Regions from separate parts of the Mus musculus genome. Here all the other regions are linked to region 2. The links are chromatin contacts, called in public Hi-C and promoter capture Hi-C maps. All regions are on one chromosome and are shown on one strand. The core of a region is the stretch at or near the end of the contact, and the rest is flanking DNA. Distances in the headings are between cores, read along the strand shown.

The links. Promoter capture Hi-C pulls out the DNA fragments that hold promoters and counts their contacts. Hi-C and Micro-C count contacts between places; a contact is called where the count stands out from the background.
Region 1: a Hi-C map of B cells shows a contact between it and region 2, with 5 read pairs. The contact joins the promoter of Snhg17 here to the promoter of Ift52 in region 2. A contact is called at or near these places in 1 of 39 promoter capture datasets (pre-B cells) and 1 of 484 Hi-C or Micro-C datasets (B cells).
Region 3: a contact with region 2 is called in a promoter capture Hi-C map of pre-B cells. The contact joins the promoter of Dhx35 here to the promoter of Ift52 in region 2. A contact is called at or near these places in 2 of 39 promoter capture datasets (cranial neural crest and pre-B cells).
Region 4: a promoter capture Hi-C map of pre-B cells shows a contact between it and region 2. The contact joins the promoter of Actr5 here to the promoter of Ift52 in region 2. A contact is called at or near these places in 2 of 39 promoter capture datasets (cranial neural crest and pre-B cells).
Region 5: a promoter capture Hi-C map of pre-B cells shows a contact between it and region 2. The contact joins the promoter of Ralgapb here to the promoter of Ift52 in region 2. A contact is called at or near these places in 2 of 39 promoter capture datasets (cranial neural crest and pre-B cells).
Region 6: a promoter capture Hi-C map of pre-B cells shows a contact between it and region 2. The contact joins the promoter of Fam83d here to the promoter of Ift52 in region 2. A contact is called at or near these places in 2 of 39 promoter capture datasets (cranial neural crest and pre-B cells).

What each region holds. Positions count from the first base shown.
Region 1 is chr2:158,359,928-158,364,446 of GRCm38.p6, reverse strand. It overlaps Snhg17 (small nucleolar RNA host gene 17), which reads left to right and starts at 2,925. Exons shown (of 6, transcript NR_027887.1): 1 at 2,925-3,042; 2 at 3,377-3,504; 3 at 3,848-3,983. It overlaps LOC115489589 (a small nucleolar RNA gene), which reads left to right and starts at 4,518; the gene lies at 4,518-4,519. RefSeq lists a cis regulatory region at 2,717-2,993.
Region 2 is chr2:163,014,592-163,019,158 of GRCm38.p6, reverse strand. Ift52 (intraflagellar transport 52) reads right to left here and starts at 1,806. Exons shown (of 13, transcript NM_172150.5): 1 at 1,626-1,806.
Region 3 is chr2:158,792,885-158,797,285 of GRCm38.p6, reverse strand. It overlaps Dhx35 (DEAH (Asp-Glu-Ala-His) box polypeptide 35), which reads right to left and starts at 2,479. Exons shown (of 22, transcript NM_001372513.1): 1 at 2,358-2,479. The coding sequence starts at 2,397.
Region 4 is chr2:158,622,128-158,626,661 of GRCm38.p6, reverse strand. It overlaps Actr5 (ARP5 actin-related protein 5), which reads right to left and starts at 1,749. Exons shown (of 9, transcript NM_175419.4): 1 at 1,146-1,749; 2 at 106-335. The coding sequence starts at 1,520.
Region 5 is chr2:158,408,587-158,412,663 of GRCm38.p6, reverse strand. It overlaps Ralgapb (Ral GTPase activating protein, beta subunit (non-catalytic)), which reads right to left and starts at 2,811. Exons shown (of 30, transcript NM_001291138.1): 1 at 2,561-2,811.
Region 6 is chr2:158,766,617-158,771,029 of GRCm38.p6, reverse strand. Fam83d (family with sequence similarity 83, member D) reads right to left here and starts at 2,931. Exons shown (of 4, transcript NM_027975.2): 1 at 2,443-2,931. The coding sequence starts at 2,916.

The sequences.
Region 1 (4,519 bases), core at 1,676-4,175, 4.7 Mb after region 2:
CCTGCCTTTTCATGGTGCAAACCAAAACCTGTGACAATCCTTAGGTCACAAGATCAAGGAACTCAGATCCAACCTAGGCCGAATGTTTCTTTGATCATTAACCTGTCTCAAACCTCTTTTACTTTCCGCAAGTACAACTATGTGCCTGTACTGCATGAAAGCTCACGGTATCCTTTCCTAGTCTATACAGCCCCACTACTCTACAAAGAGGGGCACGTTCTACTCTTCTATCTTTTTTATTAACCTTCCTAGCAAAACAACCTAATCCATCTCCTGAACCTTCCTATCAACTACCTTCACCTCCTAAAACTGTTTAAATCAAGCCAAGTATTCTGGAAAATCATTAATTCATCTAAATAGCATTATCCTATGAAAGTTCATCTTTACATTGATCTGCAGAAAGACTGACCAGTAGAGTGGGCTGTTTCCCATGAAACCATCACACCAGACTATAAGCAATGGGGGTCTCTTCACGCCCATTCACACCATGCCAGATACAGGAGGAATACAGCAATGACAAACAGGAGTAGCAAGAAACAACCCAGAAACAAAACCCCAGGGGTTGTGACTCTCTGTAGTACATCTGTCACAGCTGTGCAAAATGGTGGATCACTTCCAGAAAGTTCACTTCCCCCCACATGGCATCTTCCAGGTCAGCCTGCTTAATTTAGTGAGATCCATCTCAAAGTTAAAATATATATATATATATATATTTTGCATTGGTGTTTTGCCTGCATGTATGTCTGCATGAGGGTGGGCAATCTCTGGGAACTGGAGCTACAGATAGTTGTGAGTTGCCACGTGGATGCTGCAAATTGAACCTGAGTTTTCTGGAAGAGGAGTCAGTACTCTTAACTGCTGACCTATCTCTCCAGCCCCTCAAAATTAAATTTTAAAAGAGGGCTGGTGTTTGGGCTTAGTGACAAAGCAATCACCTAGCGGGGGTGAAACATTTAGTGCTGGTTTAACCTCCAGTATCCAGAAAGAAAGAAAACTCCAATATGATGACATCAGTTGCCTTCTCATTGCTCTGTAAGATACGCTGACAAAAGCGAGCTGATCGGGAAGGAAGCTATTCTGGCTCCCAGTTGGAGGGTACAGTCTATCATGGGAGAGGGGTTCTGGTTGAGATGGCTGGTCATGCTGCATTCAAAGCTGGGACACAAAGAGTAACAATTGCTACTGCTCAGCTAATTCTCCACTGTTCAGCTCAAGACCCCAGACCAGAGAATGGTGCTGTCCACACCCAGTTAAGGTGGGCTTTCTCATCTTGTTTGGTATAATCTAGATCATTCCTTTACAAACAAGCCCAGCAGCTAACTTAATCTTGGTGTCCCTAACAGATGTGCCTAGCCTATTGTCTTCTAGGTGATTCTGAATCCTGTCAAGTTGGCAATATTAACCATGACAATGCTGACACAATATCTTGTTACAGTATTAAATTCATAAAAATACATCTACCTTTTGCCTTAATTTCTTAAAAAAAGATTTATTTATTTAATGGATAGGAGTACACTGTAGTTGTCTTCAGACACACCAGAAGAGGGCATCAGATCTCACTGTAGAAGGTTGTAAGCCACCATGTGGTTGCTGGGAATTGAACTCAAGACCTCTGGATGAGTGGTCAGTGCTCTTAACCGCTGAGCCATCTCACCAGCCCTAAAAAATATATATATATATATTTAATATATATTTAATATATATTTATATATATATTTAATATATATTATATATATATATATTAAATATACTTATTTAATATATTTAATATATAATACATATTTAATATATAATATATATTTAATATATATTTTAATAATATATATATATATTTTTTAATGGTTTTTTGAGACAGGGTTTCTCTGTATAGCTCTGGCTGTCCTGAAACTCACTTTGTAGACCAGGCTGGCCTCAAACTCAGAAATCTGCCTTCCTCTGCCTTCTAAGTGCTGGGATTAAAGGTGTGCGCCACCACGCCTGGCTTCCTTCCTTCCTTCCTTCCTTCCTTCCTTCCTTCCTTCCTTCCTTCCTTCCTTTCTTTCTTTCTTTCTTTCTTTCTTTCTTTCTTTCTTTCTTTTAATGCTATGCCTGCGAGTGTTTTGCCTGAAATACTATGTGTACCACTTTTACAGGCAGTGTTTACAATGTACAGAAGAGGGCGTCATATCCCCTAGAACTGGAGTTACAGACAAACATTAGGCTCTCTGTATGAGTACTGGGAATTGAACTCAGGTCCTCTGCAATTGCTTTAAGTCACTGAGCCATCTCTCCAGCCCAGACTATCTTTTGTCTTTAAGTCACCCTTAGAGGCGGAAGAGATGGCTGGCTCAGAGGTCATTTGGACTCTTTCAGTGGAGTTCCTTCTTCAGCCCCAAGGGCAGAGCTGCTGTACATAGGGCCAAGAGCCACATTTGGCCTAGGATCCAAGCAGAGTTTGGGAGTATGAAGACTTGGAAACACGTGAGCTCCTTCTCAAACATCTGTCTCTCATCTGTTACTTGGATCAGGACTTTTCTGGTTAAGGGAATCGTCCCATCGGCCTTATGATTTTTAGGTAGACTTTTAGCAAAGCATTCATTCTTTGCTCTCATCCCTTCCACATGCCAGTCTCAAGCCACTACTGACCTCGTGTGGTGGTGTTTAAAGTCATCATTTGTTCCTTTGTGACACCACTGAGCCATGTGCTGTGGAATCAGTAGTTTGTAAGAGAGGTCTGCTTCAGAACAAACAGAAAAAATACGGCAAACGAGAGACAGTTTCCTCCTAAAACGTATCATTGTTTAAAAAAAAAAAAAAATTAACTTAATATGTTCAAACAGTTGTTAGTCTCCTCTCCTCGTGGGGGCGCTGGAGGGCCCGCCGCTCGGAGATGCTGCTCTAGGCTGCAGCGTGCTTTGTCATTTGTTCTTCCGCCAGCGCCCATCGTGAAGACCACAGTTTCCTGTCGCGTGGATGTGTTTCCTCTCTGGCCATTGCCATCCGCCCAAATCTACAGACATCCCGCATGTTCCCGGGCTCGTCTCCCCAATACAGGGCACCAAGGTGAGTGCAAGGTGCATGGGCAGCGCCGTTTCCTCCATCAAGGAAACCGGGCTGCGGGCCGTCGGTGGGCGGCTGGTCTGCTGGGTCTAGAGGAGGGAGGGCCTCAAGCCGCGTGCTTTTCACCGTCTGAGTATCTGAAGCCTCAAAGCCATGTCTGTCGCCTACAAAAAGTGGGTCGGTGTTTACGACCTGTGTCCCATGTTTTTAGCATCCTACCAAGGCGAATCCATTGACCAGGATTTAAGTTGAGACTCCCCCAGGACCCCGGGTGCAGCATCTGGGTCCCCCTGCCCCGCCCTGCCTTGCGCCGCAGCCGCTTCCGTTGTCCTGCCAGGCTGTAGACTGCGCAGCCCTCCTGGAGACAGATGGAAGCTCCTTGGGTCGACAGATTACAGCTTCTGGAACCCCCTACTCCCTTCAACTCCGAGATGGACACCCACTGTCCAGGGAGAGGATGCCTGGGTAAGTGCTCTGCTATTCGGGAGCAACTTGAAGCCCGGGTGCCTGTAATTGGCCTTCCCATGGGTACCAGCAGAGGGGTGGTGTGGAGTTCTGATTACTACTTTTGAGGAGGTCGACAAAGCCACTGTGCAGAGAGAAGCTCGGTGAGGGCTCGAAATAACCAAGGGCAAGATTCTGGGGACAGTTCTGTTCCATGTTGCATAGTGGGGATTACAGAGGAAAGGGGGGGGTGTCTATGCTCCGTGGTTTGCTACCTGGCAGCTTTTGTGTTTGGGATTCTGGGTGCTTTCCCAGGTAACTGGGTGCTGTTCATGTGGCTCACCTGGGCTTATTGTATTTGCAGAAATAACAGCTGGGATCTACAGTGGCCAAAGAGTTGTCTCCGTCTTGCTACATCGACAAACTGGTGCTCCTGAGTGAGGATTGTGCCCTGGGATGGGGGATTCAGTTTCTTCATTTATAGTTGGAAGTGGGTGAAGGTGAGGTGAGGCTGGGTTCTTTGAGGTGTGCCTGCTTGTTGCTGTACCCACTTGGGATCTGTGTCTTGTGTGTCCTGTGTTCCCACTGTCGCTTCTGTACCCTTCTGCTTTACTCTGGTGGGTGGAGAGCAGAATGGAAAGGAGCCAGAAGATTTTGGGGGTCATATGCACCATCCAGATTTCAGCCACTGCTCTCTGCTGGCTTCCGGGCCTTGTCTGGTTCTTGATTTCCTCATCTGAAAAATGGGACTACCTCTGTGACATAAGAGTCCTGTCACCTCAGTTCTGCCAGCTGGGCAGGTTGCATTGATCTAAGACAGCAAGTGCTGAGCCTACTGCAGGTCTCGTGGCCAGTGCTTATTAGAACTGTCACCTCCTCCCGGCCAGTCTTCCGAGCTCTCCTTAAGGAACAGCTGTTGCTCAGTTAGGAGCAGCCTCTTTCCTTTGTTGGCTGTCTGGCTGTTGCCTATCTGTCCATCTCTTTCCAGTTTAACCATTACCCAGCTCTTGGCCATAGTCTTCCTTGCCCTCTGCCC
Region 2 (4,567 bases), core at 557-3,056:
TCTCTTCCATGAGCACTCAGTACCACATACACACAACAAACAAATGTAAATAAAAAAGAAATATATATATATATATAAACTATTTTTGGTCCATTTGAAACTACTCTGATGCTCATATTGGGTACCATTGTTTTTTACCTAAATTACTAGGCGACTGCACAATTCCAATCCATGTTTTAAGAGCTGATAGGAGAGACCTTCAATATACTGTTTCTTCTGAGACAATCTCCTATAATCTAGGTTCGCCTCTAATGCACTGTGCAGTGGAGGACGGCCTTGAACTCTTTAATGTCTTGCCTTAGTTTCCTGGGTGCTGGGATTACAGGCACATTGCCGCCATGCCGCTGCCTCTCAAATGACTTTTTTTTTTTTTTCCCTGTTCTGAGGACCAGGCAGACACCCAGGGTCTCATGCAGGCAGTCTATTAACTAAGCTGCAGCCTTAACCCCTTCAATGAAATTGAAAACATTTTGTCATGTTGACTTCACATGACACGGCTATTTTTTTGCTTGTTTTCTTTCTTTTTTTTTTTTAAAGATTTATTTATTTATTATATGTAAATACACTGTAGCTGTCTTCAGACACACCAGAAGAGGGAGTCAGATCTTGTTACGGATGGTTGTGAGCCACCATGTGGTTGCTGGGATTTGAACTCTGGACCTTCGGAAGAGCAGTCAGGTGCTCTTACCCACTGAGCCATCTCACCAGCCGGTTTTCTTTCTTTCTTTGTTTATTTATTTATGGTTTTTCGAGACAGTGTTCCTCCTGTGTAGCACTGTCACTCTCTCTGTAGACCAAGCTGGGGTTAAAGGTGTGTGCCATCACAGCCGGCTAACAGAGCTGTACTTGAACATGCTTGTTTTCATTTTGTGTACCTACAATGCTGTACTCTGCCTTCTCCAGTTTCCTGATTAGAACGTCACAACGATCATGTTAGTGATATTGACCTATTACTACACGGTGCCACAAAGAACCCAAACATCACAGTACTGAGATTTATATTTTTCTGCTTTTGAGACGTATTTGGGGTGGGAGCAGATTTCTGGGAAAAGTGAATACCCTTCTCTGAGTACTGAATTGCTCTTAACGGAAGAATACACTTCGAGGTAACAGTTTACTGTAGTTTAACCCCACCACCTCCTTCTGAAGGAGCAGTAGATCTGGGGTCCTGTCCTATTAGAATTAGAAATGAGTTTCCCTAAGAATAGGATAAGGTTTAAAAATCGGTAATAATAAGAATATTGAAACAATATTTGGGTAGCACTGCCCAACCATTCTCTTATTTTTTCTTCAATAATCTAACATGGTATACTAAATTTTGCCAAAGTGACGAAAAACACCAAGCGTGGTTGCAACGATAGCTGAGTCTGATTTGATGGCTCCCCATCCTAGGTTTTTTCATATTCTACAGGACTACGACAAATCCGCGCAGTCCGAGGAGCTAGAAATTCTACATCATCGCCAGGACCAGTTCCCAGCCCACTTCCGCGTCCTCAGTTTACCTCTGCCGACCTCGGGATTCCCACAAGGCTGGCCTAGGGGTCTCCAGAGCGGCATGGCGAGGCCGTCATCGTCTCCAGCCAGACCAACGACCTGGCGGCCCGCACAACCCGACCTCTCCTTACCTGAGGCCAGAGGCCGCCAGGTATCCAAGGCCGCGCGCCGAGAAGGCGTGGCTCCGGGCCCCGAGTGACTTCCGTCGTGGCGTGATGACGACAGCGCGACAGACGTGCTGTGTCTGGTGGCTGCGGACGCTGGGGGCTGTTGGGTAGGGGTTCGGGGCTAGCGCTGGGCTGGCCCGTTTCCCGGTAAAGACTGTATCCAAACTGAAGGAGTCACTTTTTAATAGGGAACCTATATTGTTCATTTGCTAGCAACTGCTATTAAAGACCAATAAGATGGTAGGTCCCCAGGCCGGGAATTCCGGCCTGCCTATGGGCGGGGACTGCTGCGGCAAGCCACGCCCCGGCCTGGCCTGGACGCAGGTTCCGGGCAGGCTCTTGCCGGGTAGCGATCAGGAGACCTAAAATGCCAGGTCTTACCAAAATTTAGAAGTAGAAGCTGGGGTAGGGAGTGGTGACGCGCCGGAGATGTAGTACTATTGTGGAGCTGGGGAAGCGTTTCGGGAAGAGGTACTGGCTTGGGCCAACGGTTGCCATGGAAACGGGAAACACGCTTGCTTCCGCAGAGGCTTCACTGAGAGAGGGCTGTCTGTGGCTTTGTAGTCAAAGCCTCTGCAGCCTCAAAACTTGGAGCAGGCACATGTAGGAAGCTCAGCAGTTTTTATTTTCATCTATGTCTTAATACAGAGCAGTATGCGTTAAGGATATTAAAATACACAAGTTTTAAGGCACTTTTCACGACTGTGGTTATGACGATTTTAGAAAGTGGGAAAGAGTGTGAAAGAGAACGATCTCTTCTCTCCCACTGAAGATCAAATCCAGAGCCTTCCACATCGTGAGCTGTACCATTGAGTTAAGTCTCAGCCAGGAAACTTTTCTAGTGGAGTGCTGCAGAATTGAATAGAGTGTGCAATTAAGGATGCAAATGATCAAGTGTGCAATTAAGGATGCAAATGATCAGGATCTGGACTTGGGCAAGTCACGGGATCATTCGGTACTGTAAGTGTACTAGAAGTGCCAGGACACCAGACCGGGAGCAGCTCCTGGAGCAGTTCTCTCACTGTACCAAGTTGCAGAAGGAGCTTGAGGGTTTTAGAGTCAGCTGCTCCGAAGTCCGGTGTCTGAGAAATGACTTGTATCTGGTGAACTTGAACATGCTGCTTAATTGGAGCATTTTCTACGTGTAAATTGAGGATAGATTCTAAAGGTTTATTATGAGGATTATGGATTGAATTGAGATGGCTCAGCAGGTAAAAAGGCTGAGCCTGACATCCTGAGTTAAATCCCCGAGTCCCACATAATCGAAGTAGAGAACCGATTTCTGTAAATTGTCCTCTTGACCTCTACAAGTATTCTGTGGCATGTTTATGCGCGCGCGCACACACACACATACAAATATGAATCTCAATCTCTCTCTCTCTCTCTCTCTCTCTCTCTCTCTCTCTCTCTCTCTCTTGCTCTGTTTGTTTTTTTTCAAGACAGGGTTTCTCTGTGTAGCCCTGGCTGTCCTGGAACTCACTTTGTAGACCACGCTGGCCTCAGACTCAGAAATCTGCCTACCTCTGCCTCCCAAGTGCTGGGAGGTGTGCGCCACCATCGCCTGGCCAAATACGAATTTCAAAAGGATATATTTTAGAACACTATGTATACAGTGTTCTGCCTACATGTATGACTGCACACCAGAAGAGGGTACCAGACCTCATTATATATTGTTATGACCTACCATGTGGTTACTGGGAATTGAACGCAGGATCTCTGGAAGAGCAGCCAGTGCTCTTAACCTCTGAGCCATCTCTTCAGCCCCCATCAATACAAATTTTGAAATGGGATATTCATATATATATATATATATATATGTATATATATATATATATATATATATGTCAGTTTCATAGTATACTTGTTCATTTTCTATCTTGGTGAAGCATTCTGTGACTTTACAATCTTAGAACAGCTGATTGTGGACTTCTGGCAGCATGTTCAGGTTTCGGACAGTCACCCTCCTGTAAGAGGGAAGATTTGTCCTCTCCTTGTGTCTCACCTCTAGCAGTTAACCCACACTAGGAAAGATAAGAACCAGTTTCTTTCCGTATCAAAGCTTAATAGTAATTCTTGACTGAGCTTTGATCTCCAATAGAACAGTGTTGCAGGTGTTCTCTTTGGTTTTTAATGTGTCCCAGCCCTGAGCCCTGCCTCCCCTCTTCATTCCTAGGGCAAGGGACAAAGGGGACAAAACTGAGAGGAAAGGAGTGGGACCAAATATAGAGGGAAAGTCAGTAAAAATCACCAGCATACACTGATTCAAAGAAAAGTCCTCCCATTGTCCCCAAACCAGCCAGCTAATGAGGCTACCCTGAAGTGTGTGCCAGGAGTTTGTGGGAAAGAAACTAAAGTAAAACAGAATAATCTACAGCGCATGGGCAGTGTCTTGAACATGCATCACATGCCCACGTCTGGCTAGTCAGCATTACCTTCTGAAATGATGAATTCTGAACACCTACAGCCTAATAGCTAGCCAGAATACTGGCCTCCAAGATCAGCTCTGTCCTTACGGTAAAGCACATGAACTTGATAACCAGGTCCAGATCAGGAGGGAAGGTCTCGTCAAGACCCTTCTAGATCACTTTCTGGTTCATTCTAGACAATTCTTGCTTTATTCTAAGAGACTTTTATTTTTGAGATATGGTCACATTGTATCTCCCTGACTGCCTGGAACTCACTTTGTAGACCAGGCTGCCCTGGAACTCCCAGAGCCACACATCTTCGGCCTCCCTGGTTTTCAGGGCATGTGCACTATTCCCATCTTTGAGGAGAATTCTTGGCCCTAAGAGCCTAAGGGAGGAGTAGACCTGTCCAAAGGTTACAAGGTAGAGTCCTAGGTCAAATATAGATTACCATTCCAGCCCGTTAGTGGTGTGGCCTTCAAGCCTCAAAGTTTCTCTGAC
Region 3 (4,401 bases), core at 1,230-3,729, 4.2 Mb after region 2:
CTTTACTTTCTCTTCTCTTTACCTCTAAGGTATCTAACGGGCCCCTCCTGTCAGCTCCCAGGCTAGACCTGAGGTTCAACATCCATCCTGGATTTTAGTAGCAACCTCTCTTAGAGTAGCCTTCTTAACCATATCACTGCTGGGGTTAAAGCAGGGAAACCTTTTTTTTTAAATTTACCTGTAGTGAGTGTGTGTGTGTGTGTGTGAGAGAGAGAGAGAGAGAGAGAGAGAGAGAGAGCGAGCAAGCACATGTATGGAGATCAAAGGACAATTTTGTGGAGTCGCTCTATCCACCATTACATGACTTATGAGGATCAAGCTGGTGCCCTAAGGCTCTCACAGAGAGCACCCTTGCCTCTGAGCCATCTCACTGGCCCAGAAGCTCAGATTCTTTAACTCTTGAAAGACATTTCAAGATGAAGTCCCTTCCTACCTTTCCAGCACCATCTCCTGCCACACCCCAAATATACCCACATATACCATCACAGTACTCCATACTGGGGGTTTGGGGACATCCTTAATACACAAATCCTTTCAATGGCCTGGAGAGCCATTCTCTACCTCACCATAAACAAGCCATAACAAACTTGTTTCAGCGCTCAGTGTTCGCTCCAAAACCATTACCATCTCTACGACGCAGCCAATTCTTCACACTGCACTTTCCCTCCCTCTCCTATACCTTAATACAATTATAATAGCTGTGTACCTAGCACCACGGGTGTTTTGTGCATTGTCTCATTTAATCCTCACAGCAATCCTATTATGACAAATGACCGATAAGGAAGCAGAGACTTGGAGCACTTGTGTGGCTCTGCAAGTCACCCAGGCAGGGAAGGCACTGCAGTCCAGTACTTGAGGCCATCTTCCTTACAGCACCCCTCTGCCTTGCTTAGCATTCTTCTCATGGACACGTAACTTGGAGAGCACACCTTGAGAGCTGAGCCCAGGCATGTACGTGTTCACGACCTGACTGACGACAGAAGTGTACTCTCGATACAGTAATGGACTAAACAATGGGACAGACTTGTAGAACAGTTCAGAACAGTTCCAGGTTCTTTAACCAAAATGGTACCCGGGTCTGAGTTTTGGCAATTTATCCAAGCCTCTATTAGACTTAACTCTTTGGTCTGCTGGTTAACTCTTGAATAAGTTGGTAACTCATTACTTACTGGGGTGGACAATCAGCTGATGCCTGAAAATGCTGAGTCATGAAAGTGACAAACGAGAGAGTCAGGGTATGTCTTTGTGACCCTGGCTGTCCTGGAATATACACCAGACTGGCCTCAAATTCAAGAGATCCTCCTGCCTCTGCCTCCCAAGTGTTGGGATTACAGCCATGGACTACCATATCCAGTTCAGATTTAAAAAAAAAAAAATAATTATGTGTCACCTTCATGAGTTTATTTCTCTAACACTTAGGCACATGGTCAGATTTCCAGGGAGCATCTAAAACACTCTTTAAAAGCTGTCCCTTGTTGCCTTTTCTGTCTCAAACTATCATCATCACAATATAATGTATACACCCAGATCTTCTGGAGTGCAGGTAGAGGAGAAAAAAAGAAAATGTGTAAAAAAGTAAGGGCAGAGGCTGGTACCAGTTAAGAAACAGTGTTTTGGTTTAGCTTGGTTTGGTTTAGTTTATAAGAAAAGCGTGAACAAAAGGCGCATCCTACACAGATCATGGTCTGGTATTTCAACAAGAACCCGACCTGAGAAAATGCAAAAACAAAAGATGGTGACTTGTTAGCCTACAAAACAGGAAAAGTGACAGCCACTAGGAAGGAGGGCGTTCACTTTGTGGTAAACATTCAGAGTGGGCAAGACCTACCCTAAAACACTGGAATACATTTTCTCTTTTATGAGCCATTAAGTCGGACTACGTACTCCCCCTACTCCACGCCCACGGGACAGGTGTTCGTATTCCGCCCACTTCCCAGGTGAGGGGAGCGATGTTCTGAGGGATGGGGGCAGAGTTCAAGGTTCTCCATCTACTGATGCAAGGCAGAGAGGCAGCCTTGAACCTGGGCGCTCTGACTCCATAACCCAAGCTTCTAAGCCACTGAGCTGCACTGCCTCTCGAGCCCCAATGCTGCCCCAGGACTTCAGCAAGATACACACGGGCGCTTCAGGACTCTACATCTCAAGAGGTGCCGAGGAGGCTAAGAAACTCCAACAAGGTCACCCAGAGTTTCCGCCCAGCTTAGGGAGGCCTTTGACTTCCTCCGGACCACCGTGGGCTGCAGCATCCTTGCGCGCGGAGGAGTGGTGCCCAGCCCTCCCCCGGTCAGGCCCACGGGTGGGTCCCCAGGCCGAAAGTCATGTCCGGGCATCTACCCAGGCTCCCTGCCCTGCCTTACCCGGTTTCCAGAATTTCACTGGTCCCAAGGGCGCAGCCATGCTGGGGTGAAAGGTCACGAAGAAGACTCCGCCCCTCTAGACCCGCGCGAGTCCCTCCGGGCTCAAGGGGCGTGGCCCGCCAGCAGCCTCCGCGGGGGCTGCGGGGGGCGGGTAGAGCGAAAAGAAGCCACGCCTTCCGGCAACACCCCCCCCCCCCACTATGGATCACGTGATCGCAGCTCGCTTTGGCTTGCCTTTGAGGGCCTCTCCTTGGCCCACGTGATGCCGCGCGGCCATATTGTCTCTCGGATTGGCTGCTCTACCCTGCTTGGACACTCTGGGTTGCCACTAACTTCTAGGAATGCGCTGCTGTGTTCCCAGGCTGTCACTCACCAGCGTTAAGAGTGTGAGCAGAGGCTGGGTTTCCCCGGTGAACTGAGAGATGCTCGTGTTTACATGCTATCGCAGCTGCGTCTCTTTTAGTCTCCTATTTTCATACTGAGAGATAATAGCGGTAACGACCTCCTGCGTCTGATGATTCAGTTAATGCTGCTGTGTTCCCTGGAACTGTAGCTTCTTGTTTCCCAGGCGAGGGTGGGGCTGGGTAAACTGTAAATGAATAAACGCTGGATAAACAGAATGATGCTTATTATCAGCAAGTAAAGCCGAAATGATACAGGCAACTTGTGGTCTTCAGAGAAATGTCGCAAAGTGGGAACGCAGGAGCACATTGGGCCGGAAGATGAGACTAGAAATCAGATCAGTGAGGCCAGTGCATTCACCCAGTGTTCCCTCCAAGGCAACCGTTTATAAATCAAATGCTCTTTTTCTACCTCCCCATCCCCCACCCCCACCTCCCGCACATCAAGTCATTGCAGGACTAGGTGCATCCTCTCCCACTAAGACAAGACAAGTCAGCCCAGTTAGGGGAATGGGCTCTGCAGGCAGGCAACAGACTCGGGGATAGCCCCTGCTCCAGTTGTTGGGGGACTCTGCATCAGATACAGCCCATGCTCGCTCTTTGGTTGGTAGTTCAGTCCCTGAGAGCCCCCAAGGGTCCAGGTTAGTTGACTCTGGTGGTCTTCCTTTGGAGGCCCTGTCCTCTTCTGGGCCCTCAGTCCTTCCCCCAACTCTTCCACACACTCCTCCCCCACTCCCACCCCCATCCTCAAGCTCCATTTAATATTTGGCTGTGGGTCTCTGCATCTGTTTCCATCCTCTACTGGATGGAACAGTTGTGCTGGGCTCAAGGAAGCCACAAATTAAGAGGCTTTAAAATCTATACATTTTTAGAGCTCCAAAAGAAAATGCTTCATTCTTTGAGGGAAATGGCAAATTACGGAAAGCGTTGGAAACAAGTAACCCTGATTCAGAATCCTTAGCTTGCCCATCACCTGGCTGACATTTAAGCTCAGTTGTAAACTGAGCTTTAAAGAAGTGTTAAAGGAGATGAGGGGCAGAGGACCTAACACAGTGCAAGACACTGCAGGCACTAGGTCGGAATCGGCTCTCATTAGCTCAACTGCCAGGGCAAATATACCACACGAGCAAAATCTGAGTTTATGTCACGTTCGTTTCTAGATTTGATTTGTTTCCTTAATAATTAAATGAAGTTCAGCACATGCTAATCCTTCTGTGGAGAATGCTTCACCCCTGCTTTAGATCCTTGAAGGAGCAGCTCCAAGACCTCTCTCCTTCCACTATCAAACATTCCCCCTGTAGAGTAGGACTTGCAAGCCGATTTTACCCTAAGACTTGTGCAATTGAACTAAAGTTAATCTGCCTCTCTTTTTATGCTGGGAATTCCTTTTTTAAAATAATTTTATGTATATGATTTTGCCTACATGTAGGTGTATTTTTTTATATTTTCATTAAAGTCCTTCATATAGAAAATAACATTTATACATGAAAAACGCCTTTGTAGCCAGGCGGTAGTGGTGCACGCCTCTAATCCCAGCACTTGGGAGGCAGAGGATGGTGGATTTCTGAGTTCGAGGCCAGCCTGATCTACAGAGTGAGTTCCAGGACAGCCAGGGCTATACAGAGAAACCCTGTCTCAAAAAA
Region 4 (4,534 bases), core at 500-2,999, 4.4 Mb after region 2:
CCACCTAGCACTTCCCAGACTTTCCAACAGGCACCTTTTACGTCCCATGATTCCAGGCAGCCCTAAAACGATGCTTCTCCCACACAATGCCACGGCACAGCTCACCTCCCTTCCAAGACCGGTAAGATGTGTGTGCACTGGTAGCCGGATGAAATGATGAGGCCGCTGGAAAGGGCATTCTTGGGCACGTTGTGGTAGAAGCTGAAGAGGCTGTCTATCCCATAGGCAACCTTCGGGATCCTGTAGCATTCGAAAAGGAGCTCCGACATCATTTGACGGGAGTAGAGGGGGTTACACACAGCCTCTGTCAGAACTATGGGATGATCAACGCAGCCCTACTTTGAAAGACAAGCACAAAGAGACAAACGGAAGCATGCATGAAATGCAAAAATAACCCCAAATCCTTACGCAGGACAGAATTTACTTTTGAACTCTAATTTAAAACACGAGGTCGTGGAGGGAGACACTCAAGGCCAGACACGAGGACTAGAGAGAACACATTAGAACCCAACTCTGTTTCCCAGCACCTAATCTCTGACTCCAGTCACAGAAGATCACCTGCCTAAGGCACCTACACTCTTGTACACATTCTCACACATATAACTTTGAAATAATACATCTTTTAAAAGGTGCTCACGGGCCATTTTAAAGAATACATTTCATCTCTATTGGAGATTATTTTGGGAAGCCAAAATAACATGATCAATTTAAGCTTTTCGTAGGTCTGTCTGTCTGTTGGTTTTTTGTTTTTTTAAGATAAGGTTTCTCTGTGTAGCCCTGGCTGGCCTTGAACTCACAAACATCTGCCTGCTTCTGCCTACCGAGTGCCCGGATTAAAGGGCCGTGAACCCATGCCCGGTTCATTTTAAGTTTATTAAGTCAAGCTTTGGCTAAACTGTTAACTGATAAACCCCGTTGGTTTTATCTTCAAAATACTTCCAGGATCGGACTGGTGCTGGTAAAACTCATCTCACTTGGACTATTGCAAACTGGACCCTTGTGCCTGAGACAGCCCATCCTCTGGAAGATAAAGACTTCGTGGTGTACCCTTAGCTCCTAGCACAAGGCTGACGAACTTGTGTTCAATACCCTACTGCCTGGCATGACGGCTGAAGCCGAGCGCGCCCTGCCCGGCAGGCCCTCACCTGCGAGGAGACGCCGAGGTGCTGGAAGCTGTAGTCCAGCAGCAGTTCCTGCAGTTCCAGGTTGACCGGGACGTTGCGATCGAAGGGCGAGCGCAGCATCCAGCGCAGAGGCTCCAGGCTTCCCAGCGCGTTGCCCACCTGCGGCCCCGGCCCGCCGCGCGCCCCGCCGCGGCCGCGCGCACACACGGCGCGGAACTGCAGGCGAGGCTCGGGACCGGGGTCCGGCCCGGGGCACGCCCACCCGGCCCGAGCCTGGAACGACCCGTTGTCCAGCACCAGAGGCACCGGCTGCGACCCGAAGGCCACCGGCCCGGCTTCGAGCACGGGATCCGGAGCAGAGCGGGCATCTCGGAAGCGGAACACGTTGGCCTCCATCTTGGCCAGCGCCGGTCCCGCCCCGAAGCCGAGTGCGTCACGAAACCCCGGGCCGCGTCTGAGTCTCTGGGCCCCGAAGCGTCCGGAAGCCTCCTCCTTACGGGAGGACTCGCTGGTTTCAGCACCTGATTCCCGCCTGGCGCTCCAGAACTTTCTGTGGGTTTCTATTCCCCGCTGATCCAGGCCTCAAGTCCAACCGTAGCTCCAGCTTGTCCGCAACAGCCTCCTTGTGGCCACGCCTCTTCGCGCTAACTGGCTGTCCACGAGCCCCGCCCCCAGCTCCGAACATGGAGGCGTAGCCACGCCCCTTGCTCTAACTAAGGGACCAAAGGCTCCACCCACACTGGGCTGGACTCCGCCCCTCCCTGTCCCCTTACTCTCCCTTGGTCTCTGTCTGCATAGCCTTGCAGATCTAGCCCTTAGTTTTGTGACCGTGTTAAGCTAATCTCCTTCCCCTTTGACTTCTTTTTCTGTTCATTTGTTTATTTATTGCGTGATGGGTGTGGGAGCGTGCCAAGATGCCTGTTCTCTTCACCCAATAGGTTCCAGGGATGGAACTCAGGGCCCTCAAGGGCCCAGTCAAACTCCAAACTCTGAGGTACTACTAACTTCAGTTTCTGGGAGTGGCAGCTAAAATGAATATTTAGTGAGTTTGTAAAAATTCATCAAGCTGTCTACTTAAGATTGAATATTTCACTTTTTGTTTTGTTTTGTTTGGTTTGCTTTTTTGAGACAGGGTTTCTCTGTGTAGTTCTGGTTATCTTGAACTTACTCTGTAGACCAGGCTGGCCTCGAACTCAGAAATCCGCCTGCCTCTGCCTCCCAAGTGCTGGGATTAAAGGCGTGTGCCACCACTGCCCTGCTTTGTTTTTGGTTTTGTCTTTGTTTTTGTTTTTAATCATGTCGTTGTATCTCATGCTGGCCTTCAACTCTCAGCCATCCTCCTGTTCCAGCCTTTTATGTATTAGGGTTATTGACATCTCACACACACACACACACACACACACACACACACACACACAGATACACACACAGACACACCAGTTTACCCCTTGTTTTGGAGTGCATTCTATAAAAGCTTCTGGAATACAGAAGAGGATATGGGAGATAATTTTTTTGAGACTGGATCAAGTGGGAGATAATTTTTTTGAGACTGGATTAAGTGTCTTCATTTTATCCATTGCCTGATTGAACATTTGACTGAATTCCTACCAGGACGGCTCCACCCGATAAGATTGCCCTGAAAGCCTGCTGACCATCCTCCCCTCTCCCACCCACCACCCAGCTTGCAGCTGTTGTTTGGGGCTTAGACACCCTGATCACCACTCCAGCATTGTTTTTTTTTTCTCTTTCCTCTTTCCCCAAGCACGCCACGACAACTCAAGTTTTCTGTTTTCTTGATTGCTGTATTTTCTTTCTTCTTTTAAGCTTTAGCCCTGCACTTTGAAGGCTGGTTTATTTACATGACGTTTTAAGAAAAGTGGCAAAAAAAAAAAAAAAAAAGCCGGCCTTGGTGGCGCACGCCTTTAATCCCAGCCCTCAGGAGGCAGAGGCAGGCAGATTTCTGAGTTCGAGGCCAGCCTGGTCTACAAAGTGAGTTCAGGACAGCCAGGGTTATACAGAGAAACCCTGTCTCGAAAAACAAAAAAACAAAGAAAGAAAGAAAGAAGGAAGGAAGGAAGGAAGGAAGGAAGGAAGGAAGGAAGGAAGGAAGGAAGGAAGGAAGGAAGGAAAGAAAGGAAGAAAGGAAGAAAGAAAGGAAGGAAGGAAGAAAAAAAAGTGGCAGCCCACTACGGTGGCACGGGCCTGCCATCCCAGCACCTGGAATGCGGGAACAAAAAGATCTAGACTCTAGATCTTACAGTTCATGGCCAGCCTGGGCTACACAGTGAGATGGAGGCCAGCCAGGGGATCTGAGATCCTGTCCTTGCCATTTTATTTTTTTGCATTTTTTAAAAAGAAAAAACGTAAATAAACAGAGGACCATCAAGATGGTGAGCAGTTAAAGACACTGATGCCCTCACAACCCAAATTTGATCACAGGTCCCACAGGGTGGAGGAAAGGAACTGACTCCTGCAAGTTGTCATCTGACCTCCACATGCATGCATGGTATATGTACACACACACACACACACACACACACACACACACACACGAAAGAAATTTGAAGTCACATTACCCTGCTGAAACCCAGGTTTTAGTTTGCTCCATCCTCGGGCCATAGTTCATGCTCCCCACTTTCCAGGAAGAGCACCCATTGCTTTTACACCAAGAGGTGCCTGCAGGTTGTACTGTTATCAGTTCAAATTCCCCTGGGCCTTACCTACTTCTGCTTCCTTCCTGGGAACCTCCCATGGTCATTCTCATTCCTGCCCAAAGTCTCCCAGTTGTCCTGAAACTGCCCAGGTAACAGTCCAGATGTGCCTACTACTACATCTCTTCTCCCAGAATCCTTCAGGCCCTTTTTGCCATCAGTGGATCTTAACTTTCCTAATGCTGCAACCCTTTAATACAAATCCTTACATTGTAGTGACCCCCAATCATAAAATTATTACTGTTGCTTTGCAATTTTGCTAGTGCTATGACTTGAAATATAAATAGCTGATATTCAAACCCTGTGAAAGGGACGTTCAACTCCCCCTATGGGGTCATGACCCACAGGCTGAGAACCACTGCCTTACTGAGTTCTTCCACAAAGGCAGAACTTCGAGATTCTGTGCCAACACTGTTTGTGATGGTTTGTATAGGGAGTGGCAGGATTAGAGTATGTGGCTCTGTTGGAGTAGGTGTATCACTGTCGTGTGGGTTATAAGACTCATTCTAGCTGCCTGGAAGTCAGTATTCTGCTAGAAGCCTTCAGATGCAGCTCCTCCTGCACCATGCCTGCTTGGATGCTGCCATGTTCCTACCTTGATGATAATGGAGTGAATCTCTGAACCTGTAAGCCAGCCCCAATTAAATGTTGTCCATATGAGTTGCCTTGATCATGGTGTCTGTTGACAGCAGTAAAACC
Region 5 (4,077 bases), core at 1,562-4,061, 4.6 Mb after region 2:
TTCATTGTAAACAAACTTCTTCATAATGACCTTATAATATTTAATCTACTTAATCTCATACGGCTTTAAGAATAACCAAGAACAAAGAACTAGAGAATTGACTCAGTGGTTAAGAGCACTTACTGGCTGCTCTGGCCGAGCACCCACGTTCAAGTTCCAGCAACTGCATGGAACCTGAACACAACCCTCTGTAACTTCAGTTCCAGAGGACCTGACACCTTCCTCTGGCCTCTGCAAGCACCAGACATCCAAGTAGTGCACATACATGCATGCAATCAAAATGCCCATAAACATAAAAATAAATTTTACCAAAAAAGGGGGCGGTACTAAAAACAGAAGCAATGAGAATTATTGCACTGACTTCCTTTAAAACTGGTAAGCATGTGCAGCAATGGCAGTTCAGACATTATGTAATAAACTACACCGAGTCTGTATTGTTGCTCTGATACAGAGCTGACTGTCTCCCATCAGATGGGATGAACTATAACTGCGTGCGTTGATACATACAAGGCAATAGCATCTAGACAACACTTCTTTTAGACAATGAGGAAAGGCCACATGCAAAACCCCAATGGCAATAAAAAGTCTCTCACTATAGAATAGACTGTCTACATGGAAGTTAACAATAAAATTCACCAATGTTCTTGTTTTGTTTGTTTTTGTGTGTTGATTGGTTGGGTGGAGGTTTGAGGCAGGCCTCTGTATGGAGCCCTGGCTATCCTGTCACTAACTCACTGTGCAGAGCAGGCTGGCCTTAAAGAGATACACCTGCTTCTTCCTCCTGAGTGCAGGGATTAAAGGCGTGTGCCACCTCACGCAGCTAAACCAACCAATGTTGCTGGAACATGGTCTTACATCGTGCCTTGTCATGGATAAGAATTCAACATTTTATTCATCTGCTGAATAAATGAATAAACTTAACTAGAGTATTCCTAAGGAAAAAGGAAAAAAAAACCCTAATGTTAAGAACAGCAAATATCTTTTATAAAAAAAGAAAACAGATGCCTCTGCGGCATGAGGTCTATGACATAAAGGGACTAAACACTATATTCAAAAAATGTTTGTCGGCCTCGATGTCAAAGTACTCCAAGAGGGAGAGACAGACAGACAGACAGACAGACACCAAGAAAAGCATGGTCCCTGCCATCAAAACCTTACAGAAGAGCTTAGGAGTACAACACAGAAAAACATGTGGTCAGCTACTCTACAATAATGCCAAGATGGGCAGGGCTCAGGGGAGGCAGAGGATCTTGAAGGGACTGTTGAGAGCTGGGCAATAGACAGAATTGATGCATATGAGAAGGTGTATGTGTTCGGGTAGGGTGCTGAGAAAACACGGAGGCCTGTCTTGTAGAAAGAACAGTGTATGCAAAAGTCCAGAGGCTAGAGAAACCATAACCATGAGTGCCGTATATTATGGGAAATTGTAAACCAACAGTTTTTGCAAGGAATGTATACATTTTTTTTAAAAGCTCTGCTAAGAATCCATAATTGGGTCTCACCCTCAAGGAGGCCTACCTACCAAAGGGGTGGTAGTCTGTGGATCTAAGGAAAAGTTCTCTCTTAGTGAACAGCTACCATCCTAGCACTCAGGAGGCTGAGGCAGAGAAATGGAGAGTTCCAGCAATAGAACAAGGGCGCGCTGGGGGGAAGGGAGTGACAATATGAATTTCTGCCAGTGGAATCCACGATCTTAACAAGCATCCTCCTGCACACATAAACTGGAGAGGCACTGTCAGACCTCTGAGATTACATGCTTTCACACTTGTCAAACCTCACTATAGCCCAGAACCACTAGGGGATCTCCGGAAAGACAAATACTAGAAAGATACTAGTATTTGTCTCCCCCTACCCTCTAGACATGGTGGTTTAATTAGTTTGAGGTGCTATGGCACCAGGAATCTTTTCAAAACTCCCCAAGTGATTTTTACCGTGCATCAAAGTTGGACATCCAATGACCTAATTGGTTAAGAACCTGGATCGGACTGTCAAGGCTGCTTGAGTTCAAATTACCCAGCTCTATGACCTTGGGCACCAAAGGCGCCCGATCGCTCTGGGCCTCGGTTGCCTGGTCCGTAGAATGGGGTAACAGTCCTGCCGTGCAGGGTGCTCAAATTCCCTATCTGGCCTGGGCCTGGCGGAAAGCAAGCATTTGCGGAGGGTGGCTGTTTACTCTCCTCGCAAGCGTCACCGTGCCCTGGGCAGTAGCATCCTCACCGGACGGCAGCAACTCCACCTGCCCCTCGGTGGACCGCATCCTCCCCGGAGTTGCCGCTGCCACTCCAGACCCGCCCCTGTCCCCAGGCTGCCAGGGGGGCGCTCCGCCAGTCCGACCCTCCCGGGTTCGCTCACACCCGGCAGAATCCGCGGGCCAGGACTGTGCTCCCGCGCCCGGTGCGGCCACTTCAGAACCCAGGAATGCGCCCGCCGACGCTCGGCCCCGGGAGCAGCGGAGGTTCAAAGAGCCCCTGCCTCAGTAGCTGCTGAGGAGAGGGAAAAAAAAAAAAAAAAGCACGGCGAGAGGGGAGGGTCCGGCCGCACCGCGCCGGCCGCCGCGTACCTGAGGCGACGGGCGGGGCCCGCATCGCTGGGCGGGCGCACCGCGGGCCGCACTCGGCCTGCCGCCTCACGCGACCCGCGCCATCCGGCCCGCGCTGCCACTGCCCCGGCCGGCCCTCCACCGGCAGTCAGTCCGTCCACCCGTCAGTGACTCTCCCAGGGCGCCCAGGGGACGACGAACACCGGTCGCTTGGCCGGCCGGCTGGGCTCCGTTCAAGCAACTTCCGACTGCCAGGGGCGGTGGCGTCAAATAATTCCCCAGCCGAAGGGACTACTGCGCCTGCGCGGCGCTGCTGACCCGCGACTTCTGAAGGGACCGAGTGGGCAGCGTCAAATAAGTCTCCGAGCCTGGAGCCGGAAGCTGCGCGTGCGCAGCCGTCCCAGAGGGCCGCGCGAAGCGCGATTGCCCACACCGCCCCCTTTCGGGCTTCGGTGGAGTGGGAGGAGTAAAGTGACGGACACTTACGTCATCGCGGTGCCAGCTCCAGAAGCAATCTGGCTTCTACATGTTCTTAGTGCAGAAGAGTAAGGGGCTTCTCTATGAAAAGTTGGCTACCATTCAGGCTAAAGGAATGTCTCACATCTCAGCATTGTAGCTCTTCCTTTGCCCAGCCCCTTATTACATGGGCGCAGCATTATTATGGGCAATGTCCTCGCCAGGCCTGACGTGCTTTAAAAGGATGATTCAGAACCTGTCACCAACGAGTTGTATCTGATCGGGGAGATAAGCTATTACTAACAAGAGATACAAGTTCGAGCACCTGCCATGCACCGGACGTTTTGCAAACAGTACCACTGTCAAGAATTTCGTTTCAACTTCCACGAGGAAAGTAACAACATTTTAGACGTACTCCCCACGTGTCAGGCTGAGAGGAAAGAGGGATGGAGACAGCTTCATAGAGAGCCTGGCCTTGTGACTGACCTTGGAACTCAGAGGTGGAGGGATCAGGGTGTTAGGCTGTGCAAAAAACACATTTGTATGGAAAGCAGAGAAAACGGTGACTGTCATCCTCAGAAGAGACCATGAACCAAGTAGGAGTGAAGAAGAAACTAGTGCCCTCGTAGAAGAGATAAAACAAGGATTCTTTAAGACCACAACCTCACCTACAGGAAGAGGGGAAGGGGTGGGTAACAATGTGCCAGGACAGTGTGTGGATGAAGCAGTAAAGTTCAATTAGACAGTTTTTGATAAGTGCTTTATCACATGGTCACTATTCCAAGCCCCTCTCTCCTTCCCACTTCTACACTACAGAGGCCAAAAAGCAAAGCCCCCTCCCCTGCTTGACAGCATACCAGTGAAACAAAGTTCTAGTCCATAAAGCATAAACCAAAGTTCCAAGGGAGACTTAGGATATAAAGGAAGTCCTGAGAAATTTTGTGTCCTTCAACTTTCCCCAACTTCATGATTGGAACCATGGTATAATACAATGCCAGGAGATGTGGCAGTCATTCTGAGATCTTGCAGAAGACTCTACTATAAATGTAAAACAAGGCAAAGAAACCTGCCTCTTTAGGACA
Region 6 (4,413 bases), core at 1,682-4,181, 4.2 Mb after region 2:
TCCGTGCTGCAGTTTATCCTCTCTAAAGTGGACAGAATAATCAACAATTTCAAGGTTACTAAAAATACTGTCTGGCAAAGAGAAAGCATTGTTTGTTTGTTTGTTTGTTTGTTTGTTTTGAGACACACCCCACCCCACACCCCATATAGCTTTTGTAGGCCTGGAACTTGCAATTTAGACCAAGCTAGCCTCAAACTCATAGAGATGTGCCTGTGTCTGCCTGCTGGGATTAAAGGCGGTGAGAAAACAATTTTTATTGACTCATTTTTTTTTCCTCTTAAAGCCTCATGCCTCAAATTAACCTAATTCCTATACACCCCACTCCTTGGCCAGCTCAGTCCTTGTTTTCCTTAATGTATTCCAGTGTAGTCCTGTCACTGCCAACTAGGGCCAGCAAGTCTCAGCCTCAGCCAGCTTGGCGGCACACGCCTGGAAGCCCAGCATTCGAAGGCAGAGCCCGGCTGTTCTCTACGGGAACTGAGGCGGCAGAGCCATCAACCTTCCACGTGTTTCCTTCTCCCCCTTGTCCCCTTAGTGTGTGCTCAAACCCAAGACCTCCAGCATGTTAAGGTCCGTCCTGCCACAGAGCTACCCCGCCCCCCCAGCCTTCAAGCTTCCTCGCTGTCTACATACTTTCCTCCCCTGCCTTTCCACTCCAGTTCGTCATGTCTCAAATTCAGGGAACTCTGCCTAAAACTGGCTTCCTGCCCACCCTGCCTTAATCCAGACTCTTTCCTCTTACAAGGATGTCTCTGGCCTCCTTGCCACCTCAGCCCTCCTAAATCTAAACTCCTTCACGCCAGGCTTACTGCTAGGAACACCACCCCCATCATCTTTTCGACTTTTGGTCCCTATCTTCTCCATAGACAGGCTAGTTCCATCCTTCCTTCTCAGTCCAACTCAGACATCGCCACTCCAGATTTTCTTCTAGCCCCTTCCTCATCCCCAGTCCTCCATGAACTAAGGACGAGAACCACACCCCCTCCTCTGTGACCCCAGCCCTGGCAGTGTGACAGCTGGGAGACTCTGGGTAAGTATGCACTTGGGCATATATACAAAAAAATGCTCATTGGGTTTCCCACCTTTCTCCGTGGGAACGCCCAGCTTCCAGAGACAGGGATGTAGGGGAGGTGTAAAGGAAGTAGGTACAGAGGGAAGCAGGAGGCCCCATCCACTGATGTTTTTCAGATTGCAAGAAAGATAGGGAAGTCTGCTGTAGCTGTGATCCCTTTTAAGGCAAGTTTTCCTTCTGACCTCTAGCTCTAGTGCCTTCACCCAACTGAGCAAAAGGTTAGAGCAGCCCACACCTCTGCCTTTCCTGGAGACCAGGTCTTTCCTTCTCAAGGTGTCCCCAAGGAGTGCTCAAATTCTCCTCCCAGAGGGAAGCTTTGGGCATGCACCCTTAGCCCACAATTTTGCCTCTTCCAAACGCTTTATAATTTTGTACTGAACTCACAAGTGAAACATTTCCAGCATCAAACGGACCCTCAGCCCACCCAAAGCTCACAGGATTAACATGAATCCAGCCATAGCCATACTATTCCCTGAACAGCTTGGTCACCTACACTCTTATCCTCAAAGTCCTGCCTGTCAGGTACAGAACCAGCATCAGAACTTTGGCTTTGGCACTAGGAAGGCAGAGGCAGGAGGATTGCCTGAAATTGAAGCCTGTAAGTTCCAGGTAAGCCTGGGTTACAGTGACCTTGTCTTGCAGAGAGGAAAACAAAAAACAAAAGACAAAAACAGAACGCAAACTTGCTCCTAGACTTGGTGATGTCAACCTGATCCGCACCCTAACATATAGCGGTGCCAGGCCTACTAAGTCTTGACATGGTCTGAGGCTTTGCCCGTCATGTTCCAGGCAGTCAAAAGGTCTGGGAATGGAGCAGTGTTCACCAGCATGCAAACTTGTAGCCACACCCTCCCAAGTGGAGCCCTTTCTCCCTGATCTATGGCAGGCCAGACTCTATACTCCACCCCAGGCCAATCGGGCAGTCTGACACTAGCTAAGATAAAAACCCATTGTAACCAGTGGCTTATCTAAAGCACAAATATTTGCATTTTGGATCAATGCTACTTGGAACAGTCCCAGGCACTGTGGGTTAAAAATATCTCCCACCAGACTCACTCACAGAAGTGAAAGAGATAAACCGACTGCTCGAATTTATCTGTCTACAACATTAAGAAGCGTGGAAAAGTGGTAATTACAGATCTCCCCATGGTCTCCGGGTATCATCTTTTGGGTAAAACTAAGCTTTTACTTAGCTCCTGAAAGTGAGACCTAATGTCAGCTGACGTCCCTGGAATTCTGCAATCCACTTTGGTTTGAACTAACAGTCGCTCTGTTCCAGGGGTACCAATAACAGAAGTTGGAACTACGACATGACTCAATTTTCAGAAGGCCGATGCTCCTCCCCTACCCGCTGCCAGGGGGCCGCTCACCTCTCGGGCGGAGCGCAACTGCTGGCGCAGCGCATCCTTGCAGCCATACGGGCCTCCGGCGCCCGCGCCGCGGGGCTGGAAATGAGCCTCGACACGCGTGGCACCGCGGTAGGCACCCTGGTAGAAGGAAGGCCAGCCGAGCTCCAACGCCGGCGGTTCCAGGTCCGACTGCTCCGGAAAGTAGGTGCCCGACGAGCATTCGTGAGAGGAGCCGAACGAGTCCTCCGCTACCGCCGCCCCATCCTCGCCCGGCCGCTCGGCAGCGCCCAGAACCTCGCGCACCTCGTCGGCGTTGAGGAAGCGGCCCAGCCGCTCACGCCGTAAGAAGGCGGCCCAGGCGTCGGGACCACCGGCCAGCAGCTGCTCGAGAGCCAGACGCCGCGCCTCGCTGAACAGCTCCGTGGGGTTGGGCGGTCCGCACGGAGACAGGCAGGCCGCGGGAAGGTCGTCCAACAGCTCGAAGCGAGCAGCCATGGCAGTGCCCAGAACCGATCCACTTGTCTACGGTGGTAGTCTGAGTTTTTATAGGCATCTTTGAATCAAACCAGCCCGCTCTATTGGCTCGCCGCCCCGCCCCAGCAATCCCATTGGCTGGATGTCTCCCATGCGTACCAAAGGCTCTGCCCCCTCATTGCTATTGGTTGCTCCTGAGACAGAACCCGCCCACCCTCTGCTCTCACTGCCTGATGGCTGAGCGGAATTTAAATCTGACTTTACCCCGCCCTAGCGGCTCCAGAACCCTGCCAACCCGGGACATAGCCCCGCACTGTCCGAGCACGCCCCCTGCCGAGTGCCCTATAACATGGTGCTTCAAGGACTCGGACTAGGGGTAGGACTTGCTCCTGGACATGCTTATTTTGGTGTGATCAGCCTCATTGCCACTCCACCCTGCATCTAATCATTAACTTATCAATACAGAGAGCAAGTGAGAAGGAGAGAAGGACAGAGGGACGGAGGGAGGGGGAGGGAGAAGGAAGGGAAAAGATGGGGAGGAAGAGAGACAAAGAGACAGAGATAGAGCCTGGAGTGGTGGTTCATCAGTTAAGAGCACTTCCAGAGGATCTGGGTTTAGCACTGTCTCCCCTGGCAACCTCTAACCACCTATAATGCTTCCAGGGAATCTGATGATGCCCTTTCTGGTATCCACGGACACTGTATGCATACGTAGCACACAAACATACACATTAAATAAAAATAAATAAATGTCTTTTTTTCTCAGTGGTGCAGAGCTGGGGGTGGTGGCACACTCCCAGCACATGGGAGGTTAGGGTAGGAGAATCTGGAGTTCGAAGCCATCTTATTCTGTGTCAATCCTAAGAGAGGTCACAGAAGACCTTGCAAACATACACATATATATCTATATACATATACACATACATATATGCTCATACATATACATCTATATACTAATCCACTGTGGTATCTACTTCTTCGCTTAAAGGTCTCTCTCACTCTCTCTCTCTCTCCCTTTCTCATATCTTGTAGCGAAGGATGACCTTGGCTTTCTAACCCCCTGCCTCTACCTCTGTAAACTTAAAACAAACCAGTACTGCTGTGAGGATCTCCTCCCTCTCTTCATCCTTCCCTGGTTCCAGCCTTCTCAGGGAAGTTATTCAAGCCCAAAGGCAAGAGCTTCCTGTGTCCCCACTCTGGCATCCAGGATGCAGAAGACTACCTTCCTCTATCAAATCGAACCAGCTCTTGCATGTAATAAGGACAGGGGCCAGGCCTGAGGCTGTACAGTCACACAGTGTCTTTGCCTCTGTTTCCTGGGTTAAAAGCAAGGATAATCAGAGATCATAATCTATGATCCCATTGAATGACGTAGAGCATTGCTCTCCACTATAAGCTAAAGGAAAAAGCCCAGAGAGGAACATGGGAAGGCCCAGGACAAGTCAGTGGAACAGAGGAAGGGAGCACCCTGGTAACATAAATAACATAAACCAATCAAACTGTAATAAAACTGCTGCT